Regions from separate parts of the Sus scrofa genome. Here region 2 is linked to region 1. The links are chromatin contacts, called in public HiChIP or PLAC-seq maps. All regions are on one chromosome and are shown on one strand. The core of a region is the stretch at or near the end of the contact, and the rest is flanking DNA. Distances in the headings are between cores, read along the strand shown.

Region 1 (2,700 bases), core at 24-2,523:
CGGGACGGCATCAGGTCAGTGAGGTACCAGGTCTTGGAGGTGTCTCGGCAGCCGCTCTTCACCAATATCACAGTGGACATTGGGCGGCCCCCCTCATGGCCCCCTCGGGGCTGACACCAGTGGACAAAGGCTCCCAGTGCCAAGGATTGCCTGCCAGAGGACTGACCTACAGCCTGGCTGGCGGCTGCTCTGTGGCGGATCCCCCAGGACTGAGACTGCGGGCTCTGTTTTCTGAGGGTCTTCAATAGGCCCCCCCAGCTACACCTGGAAATTTCAGGACCTACTCTGGGGGGCTTCCATCCTGGGCAGGCCCCTCAAGTGTGGCCCTCCCTGGGGTCACCCCTTCTTCCTGCTCCTCCTTCCCCAGGCCAGCCCCCTTCACTGTCAGGGCTGGGCCAGCCCCTGCACTGCCTCACCGAGTGGCCTGGGCCAGGTCACTCCACCTCTCTGTGCCTCAGTTTCCCCCCTCCTTGAGTCCCCTAGGGCCTGGAAGAGCGGGAGGTATGACTAGGGGGCAGTGTCGCTTCCAGGGGGACTTCTCAGACCTGGGGATCCCCCATGCTTCCAGGGGAGGGGAAACCTTTTACATTCAACATTGTGGGGGGCAAACGCTGGTGCGCCCCCTGCTGAGGAGCAGCCCCGGGAGGGGACCAGAGAGGGTGCTGTGTGGCTGCCTGGGACCTTGGGGATGGGCTTTGCATGGGGGGTGGGTGGGGCTTGGATCAGGTGGGTTCCTGCCCCCCGCCCCTCAGAAAGAAGGCAGTAGCCCCAGGGCCGGCTCGTGTTTGTACATTGCACAGAAACTTGTGTGGGTGCTTTAGTAAAAAAACGTGAATGGAGCAGTCCCTTTGTCTCTTGGGGGATGGGGATCTGGAGCCCTAAACCCAGGCCCTGCGTGTGTGGTGGGAGGAGGCCTGGCTCAACCTAGCGGTCCGGCCCCGGCCGGGCCGTCCTGTTCCTCCAAGAACAGCGCTTCGCTAGTCCGCCAGCTGGAAGGGGGAAAGTTTACGCTGTCGCTGCCTCGCGGCCAGAAGAGCCAAAGAAGTAATCACCCCGTGGGCTCAGATTTCTCAGTGCTTTCACCTGTCCTGAAAGCGAAAGGCGCCCAGGGATGGAAGGAACGTGGGGGTCAGGGCGGGGCGGCTGGTTGACTCCAAAACCACCTACCACCGCGGTGGGTTGGGCTTGACGAGCCGGCACCGCCCTGAAATGGGCGGGGGCGGGGCTTGGGGGCGGAGCAGGGCCCCGTTTCCCGGGTGACGGCCGCGCGGGAGGGGCGGGGCTAGGGCCCCGGTCCGGCCGCCTGGCTCCTCGGGCCGCGACCAGAAACTGCGGACCCTGAGCGTCAGCCAAGAGCCGGGGGGACGAGACAGAGCCAGAGGCCGGTGGCTTCTGGGCTGGCCAGTTCTAGCCGTGGGGACGGGCGGCGGAACGCGGTGGGGCTTGAGGGAGGCCGGCCCGGGCGCCAGGCTGGGGGCGTGGCCTGTGAAACCCGGAAGGGGCTGGGCGTGAGCGGGAGTGCCCGACCCGGGGCGACCCAGGTCCCCCCGCCCCCGGCGCTCCGACCTGCTGACCCGCATCGGGGGGCACCGGGGCGCGGGCGGGCCATGCCTGGGAACTACCTGTCGCTCTGGGAGCTGGTGGAGGAGCACGTTCCGCTCCTGGAGCGGCCCGAAGTGAAGAGGATTCTGGGGGAGACGACGGTGGACCTGAGCCTGGAGCTGCGGGCAGAGGTGGGGCGTGGGAAGGTGGGCCCCGCTCCAGTCCTGTTCCACCACTGGGATGACTTCCCCACCTCCTCTGGGCGCCTGGTCCTGCCTGGTAACTCTCGAGAGCTTGTCGGATCTCACCGTCCGCCCATCCCTCTCCAGTTTAACGCTGCGCTGCCCCTCACTTCCCCAGCTCCGTGCCTCCCCTCCTTTCCCTCCTCAGTTGCAAGGTGTCCCGGCTCTTCTTGCAGGTGGTGATGCTACGAACACTGCTCCTAGAGGCTCGGTCCTCCCAAGCGCCTGGCTCCTGCCCCACCTCTGACCCCTCCTCCCTTCTGGCACCACCGCCGCTCCTAAGAGACCTCGTGCGCCAGGAACTACGGCAGCTGCTCCAGGGTCTCCGCCGGAAGGCCATCTGTGAGGGCAGGTAGGAGCCTGAGGCCTGGGGCGGGGACCTGTCCCTAAAACTCACATGGGCCAGCAGGGGTCGCCTTTCCTGCGATTCCCTGGAAGGAGCCCCTGACTCTACTTCGTGTGCACCTTCTGCAGGGACCAGACCCAGGCCTGGGTCCGGTATAGCCCCAGGGTCCTGCGCTTTGCTCTGGAGGAGCCCAGGTGTGATGTGCCAGAACAGAAGATATTGCAGATGAAAGCTGGCGAACCCGGGTAAGGTGCTTGGGAAGGAGGGACCTGTCCCTGCTGGCAGAGGACCCCAGCTAATGGGTGGGTCTCCCCTGGCCACATGGAGGGTTGCACCTGGCTCCTGGTCTGGGGCTGGACACTTCTACAGCCACTTGTGGCAGGGATCAGCAAACGAGGGCTGCAGAAGCCCAGGAGACACGTGCCAGGCCTGGAAGCTTGGTTTGATCTGGGTCTCAGAGTATGAGGAGCAGAGAGAAGCACTTTGCAGGAAGAGGGAGCACTCTACACAGATATGGATGGAAAGAAAACCTGCATCCAGTCATGGGTTGTTTCTCAGGCCTGGAGAATA
Region 2 (2,727 bases), core at 201-2,700, 250 kb before region 1:
GTTGCTGTGGCTCTGGAGGGGCCAGCAGCTGTAGCTCTGATTCCCTGGCCTAGGAACCTTCTTATGCTGCTGAGGGTACAGCCTTAAAAAGACAAAAAAAAAAAAAAGGGAGAAGGAGAGCTCTTCATGGCTGATGCTGATTTAAGTGAGTATCAGAGCATGTGCCGCCAGGTAGTGGAGAAAATACCACAGACAGACCTTGAGGCGAGAAGCAGCAAGAAATGTCCAGTGCATAGAAAGAAGGGGGGCTGGAGCACAGCACACAGATGAGAGTGGGAGAAACAAGAGGTGGTTTAGGAGTCAGATGGGGTGTGACGAGAAGCTGCTGGATCCTAAGGAGCCATTCCTTTCTTCTGAAGGAACGGAAGCTTGAAGGAAAGATGTGTTAGGCCGAGTGGCCCCTCAAAGATGCCCACACCCTAATCGCTGGACTCCGAATATGTTGCTTTACATGGCAAAAGGGACTTTGCACACGAAATTAAGGCTTCAGACCTTAAAATAGGGAAGTGACCCTAGGCTATTCAAGCGGGCCCAGTCTAATCACATGAGCCTGAAAAGCGAGGCAGTTTCTCTGGCTGGCAACGGAGGCAAGATGAGGTAGAAGGAAAGTTGGAAAGATCAGCGTGAGAGGGGCTGACCCTGCTGTGGCTGCAGGGGGACTGCATGGAAAGCAGGAGCACAGGAGCAAAGACTGGCTGATAACCAGCAAGGCATCGGGCCCTTGGGCCCTGCAGCTGCAGGAGCTGAAGTCAGCCTACAGCCTGAAGCAGCTTGGAAGTAGGTTCATCTCCAGAGTCTCCAGAAAGGAAGGCAGCTTGCCAGGCGCCTGGGTTTGGCCTTGTGCTGCCTCGTGCAGGGGACCCTGCTGAGCCACACTGTACCTTGACATTTGGCCTTCAGAACTGCGAGGCAGTAACCGTGTGTGGTTTCAGGCTGCTGGGGTTGTGGTGCTTTGTCAGAGCGGCAGTGAGATACTAATAGAAAGGGGTTCAGGCAGGGGAGGAATGCCCCGTTTGTGCCTCCTCGTGCTGGGTGGCAAGTAGATCCAGCGAGCGTGGGTTTGGAGGCAGGGCAACTTGTGCAGTGGGCATACAGTGCTGGCGCGGACGAGGGGCGTGATGGCGGGAAGGGGATGTGATTTGAGATTTATCCAGGAGGATGCAACTGCCAGAGTTGGATCAGCGATTGTCGGGAATGAGGGGGAGGGACCTGAGGATCACGGCTGATTTCCGGCTTGGATGCTGAATGATGGTGAAGCTGAGACGGGCTTGAGCAGGTTGGAGGATGCCCAACTAAGGGGTAATTCTAGGCTGTTCTTCATTTGGAAATTCTCGCATAAATACTTAGGTTAAGGTTGAGTGTATCCGTACGAGGATTGCTTATTATTGAAGACCTAAATTGTTCTTTTGGTTTTTTTTTGTTTTTTTTTCTTTAGGTCATGTAGGAAACTGTAAATCATGTGAAGATGGGACTCTTGGTATTTGTACGCAATCTGCTGCTAGCCCTCTGCCTTTTTCTGGTGTTGGGATTTTTGTATTATTCTGCGTGGAAGCTACATTTACTCCAGTGGGAGGACTCCAGTAAGTATGGTGACTCTAGCCTACCCCCGCCCCCGGGAACAGCCTCTGCTGATTAGTTATCGGGTTTTCCTGTGGCCGCAGTCATCTCAAATTCTTCAGAGAGGGGCACCGAGCATTTCCGGGACTTGGGCTTAGAAACCGCCCACCACTGTTGTTGCTCTTGTTGGAGAACTTTGCTGGTTTTGAAAACAGCTGCATGCCATGGCACATCCTTTTGTGCACTCAGGGGAAGCGTGCTGTGCTGCAATAAAAACGCAAACCGTGCCGGGGCTTCGGGTTCTCGAATGTCCTTTTTTAATTATGAGAGTTTATTGCTGCTCCCCTTTGCCAGTCACTGCCTTGGGCTTGCTGTCGAAGTTGGTTTTCCAGCGCTCTTAGGACATTCATCTTTATCTCGTCCTTGGATTTTCCGTTTTTAATTTAATCCTGTCTTTTACTTTCCCCGAAGAAATTGTGTCTACTGAATCCTTGGAGCTCTTACTGGTGCTGAACTTGGACCTGAGTAGAATAATGTCTTCATTCTGCCCCTGCTGAGTAACGTCTGATCCCTTTCTTCCCTGTGCAGCCATTCTCATGTGTCACACTGTTTTCTGTGAGGCTGCCTGAAACACCCCCTCCCCACCAACCCCCCTCGCCCCCTCTCCCACCTTTTCCGGCTCACCCAGCCTTGACTGTGCTGTGGTCTGGGCTTTGCAGTGGAAGGGCTTGCACTGTGCCGCAACGAGCTTTGCACACTGTTTCCTTGGCTGTAGCTTCCAGTGTCCCATGGTGGCCACACACAGCTCTTCTTCTGGTTCCTTTGTCTGACGGCTGTCTGAGCTGGCTACGAAAAAGTCTGGGTAGTCTGTGCTGATTCCTAGTGAATGTCTCTTTTCCAAAATAGTTTTTATGTCTGCAAACACCTACTGGATACCAGTGTGGAATTCACCTGAGAATAGAGTCAGTCTCTACACAGGAGGTTAAAATGAAATAGAATGAGTTGGAAGAGGCATCTGGCATTTGGTCTACTACTGTAGTATTGTTATTATTTTTTGGTCTTTTTTTTGGGCCACACCTGCAGCATATGGAGGTTCCTAGGCTAGGGGTTGAATTGGAGCTGTAGCTGCTGGCCTATATCACAGGCACAGCAATGCCAGATCCAAGCCGT

The links. HiChIP or PLAC-seq counts read pairs in DNA pulled down with a chosen protein or histone mark.
Region 2: a contact with region 1 is called in an H3K27ac HiChIP or PLAC-seq map of alveolar macrophages. The contact joins the promoter of ST3GAL3 here to the promoter of CCDC24 in region 1. A contact is called at or near these places in 1 of 5 promoter capture datasets (fetal skeletal muscle) and 1 of 2 datasets of contacts at active chromatin or transcription factors (alveolar macrophages).

What each region holds. Positions count from the first base shown.
Region 1 is chr6:167,304,044-167,306,743 of Sscrofa11.1, reverse strand. It overlaps CCDC24 (coiled-coil domain-containing protein 24), which reads left to right and starts at 1,273. Exons shown (of 8, transcript XM_021096826.1): 1 at 1,273-1,748; 2 at 1,961-2,136; 3 at 2,259-2,375. The coding sequence starts at 1,608. B4GALT2 (beta-1,4-galactosyltransferase 2) reads left to right here. Exons shown (of 7, transcript XM_021096829.1): 7 at 1-841. The coding sequence ends at 114.
Region 2 is chr6:167,557,461-167,560,187 of Sscrofa11.1, reverse strand. ST3GAL3 (ST3 beta-galactoside alpha-2,3-sialyltransferase 3) reads left to right here and starts at 1,450. Exons shown (of 11, transcript NM_213759.1): 1 at 1,450-1,580. The coding sequence starts at 1,466.